2 separate regions of the Macaca mulatta genome follow, and region 2 is linked to region 1. The links are chromatin contacts, called in public Hi-C maps. All regions are on one chromosome and are shown on one strand. The core of a region is the stretch at or near the end of the contact, and the rest is flanking DNA. Distances in the headings are between cores, read along the strand shown. Region 1 holds the start of KIAA0930. Region 2 holds the start of NUP50 (nucleoporin 50).

Region 1 (4,068 bases), core at 609-3,108:
ATTTTACAGACAGGGATGCAGGCCCACTGGAGAAGAGAAATACACCCGAGGCTGGTCACGTACTTCATTCATTCCCTCACTGCTCACCTTTCTACAGAGCCCTCCTGGACCTGGCACTGGGGACACAGAGGGGTCAGACGTGGCTCTGCTCTGAAGAGTTCAGGGACCAGTGGCACAAAACTGGGGCAGAGGCCTGAAGCAGGATCCAGATCCCATTTCCCTTCCGGGGCTCTGCCCAACGCCACGGCTCCTTCCTGCCGTGCCTCCCAGGAAGACCCCTGTGTTCCTGTCAGACCTCTCTGTCATTCTTCTTTTGTGCAGCCTACATTTTTTTTTCTTCCTTCCTTCCTTCTTTTTTTTTTGAGACAGGGTCTTGCTCTGTCTCCCAGCCTAGAGTGCAGTGGCAGGATCTTGGCTCACTGCAGCCTCCACCTCCCGGGTTCAAGCAATTCTCCTGCCTCAGCCTCCAGAGTAGCTGGGATTACAGATGTGTGCCACCACGTCCGGTTCATTTTTGTAGTTTTAGTAAAGATGGGGTTTCACCATTTTAGCCAGGCTGTTCTGAAGCTCCTGGCCTCAGGCAGTTCGCCTACCTCAGCCTCCCAAAGTGCTGGGATTACAGGCATGAGCCACTGTGCCCTGCCTGCAGCCTGTATTTATTTATTGGGTGTCTCATGTGTGCCAGGCAATGCCCAGGGTACTGGGATTACAGCCGTGTAGTAGATAGGCCCCTCCCTCGGTGGAGAAGACAATAAGCAGAACCCACAGGTATCCAATGTGTCGGGAGGAGGCAAGTGTCACCCTGTGAAGGAGAAACAGACTAAGGGAAGAGAGAGGAAGGGAAGGCGGTCAGGGGAGGTTCTTTGAGGAGGTGACACTCCGGCCGCAAAGGAAATGAGGAAGCAAGTTACACAGGAATGGGGAGAAGAGGACTCTAGACAGAGGGAAGGGGGGCCTTGATGGGTCTGGGGGTCTGCACAGAGGCTGTGAATGCGGGGAGCGGCGTAGATTTAGCTTTGGGGAGACCTGGAAATCAATGCTGGTCTCTCCATCTCCCCTGTTCTTGGAAATGGACCACCAGGCATGAGGTTTGGGGAGGCCACTGGCTGCTTCTCCAGGGTCTTCCTGTATCAGTCACAACCAGCACACGGAGGGATGCTGGCCAGACCTGGCTTCATCAGGGTGACACGCCCAGCTAACCTCATACCTCCCACTTCATCAACACTCCCCCATGTTGGGGAGGCAAGGCAGGGAAAGGTCCCCCATGGTGCAGCCGAGGAAGTGGAGGCGCAACACTGCACTGTGCCAGGTGCAGAGGAAGGGGGCTGGAAGGGCTTTGCCACGGTGTCCCCCAGGAGACCACCTTCTGGGGGCAGGTGACCTCTTGAGGGGTTCTGCGGAAGAAATTCCCAGCAGAAACCAGGTGGGAAGTTCCCAGAAGTCAGCAGAGGGGACTCGGTGGAGGTGGCAACGCACAGGGCGGGTGACAAAGTACACATCCCGTGGGGCAGCAGCGGGGGAGGGGACAGGGGCCCTGAAGGGGCGGCGGAAGGGGCTCAGAGGCGTGATCCTGCTGGCGGGGCGTTTAGGACCGTGTGTGGAGGCGGGACCCCGCGAGCGGTTTGAAGGAGGGAGTCGCGAGCATCCGAAGATCGGCGGAGACCGGCCGTTGGAAGTGGGCGGGGCCAGGGAGGACAGGGGGCGGGGCCAGGGAGCCGGGGGCGGGTTCGTGCCGTTCAGAGGCGGGGCGGGAGGGGACAGGGGCGGGGCCGGGGCGGGGCCGAGGCGGGGCCAGGTCGGGGCCGGGCCGGGGCGGGGCGAGCGGAGCCGGGGGCGCGCGGGCGGCGGCGGCGCGGAGGTTCGCTCGCCGGTGTTGGGCTTGGCGAGTGGCGGCGGCGACGGCGACGCGCACAGAGGCGGATTGTGGCTTCCCTGGTGCTCGTGGCGGGTTGCGCCGGGGCGGGGGCGGCGGGGCGCGCCGGGGGCCCCTGCGGGCGCGGCGCAGGCGATGAACCGGGGCCCGGCATGGCCTCCGCGCGGCCGCCGGGCCGGGCCTGCGCCTCGGCGTCCGCGCCCGCGGGGCTCCGGGCCGGGCCGCCCGCCCTCCCCGCCGCCCCCGAGCCTGCGGGCGGCGCCGAGGCCGAGGAGCGCTCGCTGCAGCACATGCTCCGTGCCATAGCGGAGGAGCGCGGCCGCCTTAGCCTGCGCCGCGAGGTCTGCGGCCTCGGTGAGTGGGGCCTGGGGGCGAGGTCGGGCCGGGGGAGGTGAGCGTCTCCGGGGCCGCCTCTGCGCGTCCGTGTCTCTGTGCGCCCCGCGCGTCTCTGTCTCTGCGCGGGTGTCGTGGTCTCTGGGTCTACCCGGGTGCCCTGTCTTCCCCCATGCGCCCCCCGCCCTGCGTCTGGGTCTGTCTCTGCTTTCTGTCGGACCAGCGCCCCGCACCCCTGTGCCCGGGTCTCATTCGGCGTTTCCCCCTGTCAGTCCGTCCGGGTGTCTCTCTCATCTCCCTCCTTCCTCTTCGTGCCTCTGCGGGTCTTCTTCCTTCTCCAGGAAGCCCGCCCCGGGCCTTCAGCACGGCGGCAGGGAGTGTGGGCGTGGGATCTGGGTACACCCGTAGCCCAGCGCTGCAGGGCCGGGCCCTCGTGGGCTCTGGGTGGACCTCCGTGCGAACGTGCCCTGGCCACTGTCTCCTGCTTCCCGAAGCCTTTGTCTTTCCGCACCCGCCGGCCCCTCTCATCCCTTAGCTGTATCCAAGGACCTGTTGGGCAGTGGCCCCCCGAACCCGCCCGCTTGGCTGAGGGGCAAGGCCTGCTGCCTCTCGGTGTGATTCTGGGCTTAAGTCATGGATCTGCTGGGGGGCGTGGGGTGGGGGTGCCTCGTATTGTTTGGAAGGGCCTGGGACTGCAGGTGTGGGTGGGGTCTCCCAGCCAGTGAGGTAATCCATTACTGATAGATCGTGCCCAGACTCAAGCCCAGGAGAAGCCCCCTCTTTTGTCGTCTCAGGTTCGTCATTTTCTCCATGGAAAAGACCCCTCCCTCCTCCGTGCTGGGAATGACTTCATACCACATTGTCAGCCACCCCCCACCCCACCCCCAGGCTAGGCTGGGGATTTCTGAGGGGGTGACAGCACTGCTGAGTAGGGAATGTCAGCCTTCCAGGTTCACCCCGTGGCCCCTTCATTCACCGTTGGGGAAACTGAGTCCCAGAGAACAAATGCATCCCCCTAAGGTCACACAGCCGCCGGGACATGGCAGTACCAGGCATTCAGAGCCCCTCAGCAGGCCACACCCTGGAGGCTGGAGTGGGGAGAGGAAGTAAATTTGAATCCCTTTTGTAGGAGGCAGGCTTAGCATGAGAGGCTTCCCAGTGAGCAGGCCCCAGCCTAGCCTGCCTAGGGTTTCCTTATGGAGGGGTGGGGGTGGGGGGTGCTTATGAAGTGAAACGGACAAGAAGAACTTCAATGGTTGACAAGGTTTCAGTGGTTTCTTTCTGAAAGGTGTCAAGATTTACTTATGAGCAGAAATTGGAGCACGCTCATTAATTCATTCTGCAAACATTCATTGAGCACCTACTGTGTGCCACCCTGGCAGGCCCACCTGTCACCTGGCACCGAATATCTGAGCTGGGATGCGTCTGAGGGACCATCTGCTGCAGGCCACTTGGCCCTGTTTGCTCAGCAGCTGCAAGCAGTCCCTCCCCACTCCCCTGTCCACACATACCTACTGTCCTCTGACCACCTTTACTTGTGAGCACCTTCTCTCCTCTTGTAGACAGCCCCTCCCTCAAGGAGGCTGCAGGGCCATTCCCAGAACAGTGAACGGTGAAAATGGCACCTAGCATTTACTGAGAGCTTACTATGTGCCGGGTGCTTTCCTCATGCTGCAAATTTAATCCTGATACAATATTGACTTTGCCAGGGAGCGGTATTATCTCCATATCAGCGATGAAGAGTCTGAGGGCTCCTCTCCCGGCCTCCAGGCCTCCCACACGTGCGAGGTCTCCGTTCTTCCCCTACTGCTGAACTCAGTCCCTGCAGGGCTCTGAGGCACTGCACTTTACACCTGCTGTTT
Region 2 (4,068 bases), core at 560-3,059, 79 kb after region 1:
GTTAAGATAAACAAAGATTGGCTTAGAACACTGCCTGGAGCAGAGGACGGGCTTAATAAATTATTAAACAAACAAGTGTTATTAGAAGCAAAGGCTATAAACTACCATTTTTCCTCCAAAACGTAAAAGTTGTAGCATGGAAGAATAACTTGGATTACAAACCAGACTTTTAAAAACATTTTACCTAATCCCTATTTTATTTCAAAGCATGACACTTCAGACAATACATTTTACTTCTATGCTACAAGTGGGGGGCGGGGGGGAACCCTCTGTAAAATATTCTGAACAAGGCCTGCCACCTGGCCTTATGTCTAGCTACTATTATGAAGAACTTAAGGGAGGCGGAAGAATCACTTGAAGCCAGGAGACGGAAACCAACTTGGTCGCTACAAAAATAAAGATAGACATAGATTAGATGAATAAATAGAAATAAAAAATTAGCCGGGCGTAGTGGCGCACACCTGTGGTCCCAGCTACCTGGAAGGCTGAGGCAGGAGAATCACTTGAGCCCAGGAGCTTGAGGCTACAGTGAGCTACTACTACACTCCGGCCTGGTGACAAAGCAAGACCCAGTCTCAACCAAACAATCAATAAAAGGGAATTTAAAAAGCGTCTGCGCTTGTGGGTAAAAAACCACCAAATTCGACATGATTTCTAGGTATGAAGCAACGTGGTAGGAGACTGAAAGTCTAGGCAAACTGGAAAAAACATTATTTGTGCCTGATATAGTTATGTGGTCTCTGGCATCTGGTGTAGCTCTGCCCTTGGAGCTCAACTTGTCAACATCAGCTTAAAACGAAAACACGGATTTCGTTATACTTAATAGTGAGGTGCCTTGTTGAAGGGAGAGAACAAGCGGGCCAACTAAGGAGACAGAAATACCGAATCTCCAAACTGTTTCTTAATGGAACCGAGCAAATGGGTGATCAATGACCCGGGAACGCAGTAAGAAAGTGAAGCTAGGCCAGAGAGGTAATGGGCCCAGGAGAAAAGCGACGAGGGGTGGCCAGGGGGAGAGGAGAATCGAGAGGAATCGCTAGGAAGGAAACGGAGACCACCACGCCAGGACAGCCCTGCCAGCCCCCTACCTCCTCCGGGGCCGCAGGGGCGAGCCTCACTCAAGTCGGACGCCGCAGCCTGGCGAGGCCCAGGGCCCGCTTCACAAACAGCCCACGCTGCGTCGCCGCTGTCATCCCACCCCACCCTCCACCCGTCGCTGCCCACCCACGCGCCCCGCCCGGCACGCGCGCCCGACCCAGGCTCCCTCCCTAGGGTCCCGGCCCCTAGCCCTGTACCCCACTCCCCAGTGTCCCGTCCTCCAGCCCCTCCCCAGGGTCTGGTCCCCCGGCCCCGCACCCCTCCCCATGGGCCCGTCCCCGGCCCCGCACCCCTCCCCAGGGGCCCGTCCCCCGGCCCTGAGCCCTCACCCCTCTCCCCAGGGTCCAGTCCCCAGCCCTGCACTAGCACTCCCCTCCCAGGCCCGAGCCCGCTCCCGCCCTACCGGTCCTGGGCTCTCAGCACCAGGCTCCCGCCCTCAGCCCCTTCCCCTCCTGCGCCAGCCGCCGCCCCTCACCTCCTCGGCCGCTGCCGCAGCACTCGCTAGGTCTTGGGTGCGGCGAAACCCGGGGCGCGGCGGCGCTGGGGTCTGGAGCGTACTAGTGGTCGTCTGGCTGAGCGCGCTCGGCCGCTTCCGGTGCTGCCCTGAGGGCCTCAGAGGACTTGGTGCTCGGCAAGCCCAGAGACTCAAACACCATGTCCCCGGGGAGGGGGAGCTCCTCACGCTGTGTTCGGCAGGGAGGCGAGAGAGCCGGTTCAGCCCGAGACCGCCGTAGTAACCGCGCCGAACACGCTCCGGGCGGCCATTTTGTAACTCGAATCTACCCCCAAAACCAATTCGAAAAAAAGGGAGGAAAGAAACGCCCGCGTTCAGCTACTGCGCAAGCGCGCCGGGACCTCCGGTAACAGCACCTCCTTCCGCCGGCCGGGCCCCTCACGCGGCGCATGCGCCCAGCTCCCTAGAAACCGGCGCCGGGCTGAGCGTGCCCGTCTCGCGCAAGCGCGCACGCGCCGACCTTAATCGCGGAGCCGGCGCCGGCAGCGGCGGCTTGGGGTGTTCGGCTCACGTGGGGCTGGCTGCGCGTCTTCCAGGCTGTTCTCGCGCTAGTCGCTGCTAAGGGGCCGGCCATGCGCGAGGAGCTGCGGCGAGGAAGGTCGGTCAGTGGACATGGCCGAGGCTCGCGGTGTCCGTGTGTGGGAGCTGCAGGGCTGAGGAGAGGCCGCCCGCGACCCTCGGGAATCCTGTGAGGTGCCAGTGGGATCGCTTCACGTCAGGAGGCCCCGCCCCGGGGCTGGCCGTACCTGGCCGGGGTGGCCCGGAGCGGCTGGGTCTCGGCGCCAGGAGGGGACGTGTGGACCGCCTGTTAAAGGACCCCTCGTTCGCTGACATTTGATTTTGCGTCGCGTGGCTTCTCTTCTGTTTTTTTTTCAGCCCCTGAGATCCCTTAGTGCGTCCTGGGCACTGAGCTTTGTCACCCAGGCTGGATTGAAGTGGCGCGATCTTGGCTCACTGCAACCTCCGTCCCCTGGGTTCAAGCGATTCTCCTGCCTCAGCCTCCCGAGTAGTTGGGATTTCAGGTGCCACCACCGCGGCCCGAACCCGTGTGGAATGTTTCACTTTGACCAGTGTCTGCGAAATAGCGGGGGGCTTAGAAAATGGTGCAGTTTGGACTAACAGATACGGCGACATCAAAATGTTTCCTGGGTCTGTTAAGTCCTGGGTTTGTTAACATTATTAATCTGTTCCTGTAACCCTAAATATCTTATTGTAAGGGTAAGCAAAATAATGAACACATTTAATTCTTAATTACGCATTGTAGCATGAAATAACTGATGCTTTTCTAATACAAATAAAAAAGATTTATGTCTATAATAGCACTGTAGCTGACTTGAGCCTTTCTGGATGGATTTCACTGCTGACTAAAATGACAACTTTAAACTGGCTATAACTCAGGAGAATGGAGGCACTTTGCACGCAGACATCTACCTCCATTGAATTTGGTTACTTTTAATGAAGCTCAAGTCTCAGGTTATGAAATACTGCTCCAAAGGTGTTAGCCACTTTTTTCCTATACTCTGCCTTTCAAAAATCCCTTTCAATTTGCTTAACCCCTGAGAGCCGAAGGATTTTGATGGTTGTTAGGTTGGGTCATTGTCATCATGTTCAGTAAATAAATATCCAGACATGTCAGTTTACCTACTTGACCTAATTCCAAACGAGTCCATGGTGATGTGATCCTGCCTTTCTTTCTGCTGTTAGAGGTCTATGCCAGGAGCCAGCTTTGTCTCCGTTTTGCCACAGTGATCAAGTCATAAATGTCTCAGATCATTCAAGTCCAGTTTAACCTAGTAAAGAAAATTGCAAGATAATATTGCTGTATTCTAGCTGTGTTCTGGCCTGCATTTTAGGTAGGCTTAAACCTTGACCTGGAGTCATTCTTGTTACGATTTACCAGAAAACACCCAACAGGAAGCTTACAGAACTACACTTTGCTCCTACTGATAAGGAATGAAAACAGGAAATGTTCTGTTTTCTGCCTGGCAGTGGGGCTTTGGAGTTAATCTCCTGGCCATATCACTTCCCAGCTTGACAGCCTTGGACAAACTGAACTCTGAGCTCAGTTTCTTCATCTGTAAAGTGAGAGTATATTATGTACTTTCATTTGGTTGTAGAGATTAAATGTGAACACTTAGGTAAAGCACACAGTATGGGCTGAGTAAATGGACTGTTAAATAAGATAGTATCAGTTGTTTTTAAGTTCCTTGGAGCTTTCCTAAACACCTCAAAAGATTTTCATTTTTTTCTAAAGCTAATATTTTTCTAATTCTTGTTTTAAAATATTTTACAGTAAAATTTTTGGCCAGGCGTGGTGGCTCACACCTGTAATCCCAACACTTTGGGAGACCAAGGCAGGAGGATTGCTTGAGCCCAGGAGTTGGGAGACCAGCCTGAGCAACATAATGAGACCTCGTCTCGTCAAAAAACTATGGAAAATTTTTGAAAAACAGGCC

The links. A called contact is a pair of places that touch in the nucleus more often than the background predicts.
Region 2: a Hi-C map of cortical neurons shows a contact between it and region 1, with 2.4 times the contacts expected there. The contact joins the promoter of NUP50 here to the promoter of KIAA0930 in region 1. A contact is called at or near these places in 2 of 14 Hi-C or Micro-C datasets (cortical neurons and liver).

The regions. Positions count from the first base shown.
Region 1 is chr10:6,249,280-6,253,347 of T2T-MMU8v2.0, forward strand. It overlaps KIAA0930, which reads left to right and starts at 1,859. Exons shown (of 10, transcript XM_028827606.2): 1 at 1,859-2,227. The coding sequence starts at 2,026.
Region 2 is chr10:6,327,930-6,331,997 of T2T-MMU8v2.0, forward strand. It overlaps NUP50 (nucleoporin 50), which reads right to left and starts at 1,810. Exons shown (of 8, transcript NM_001265689.2): 1 at 1,574-1,810. It overlaps LOC144331605 (a long non-coding RNA gene), which reads left to right and starts at 2,091. Exons shown (of 2, transcript XR_013398900.1): 1 at 2,091-2,300; 2 at 2,489-2,924.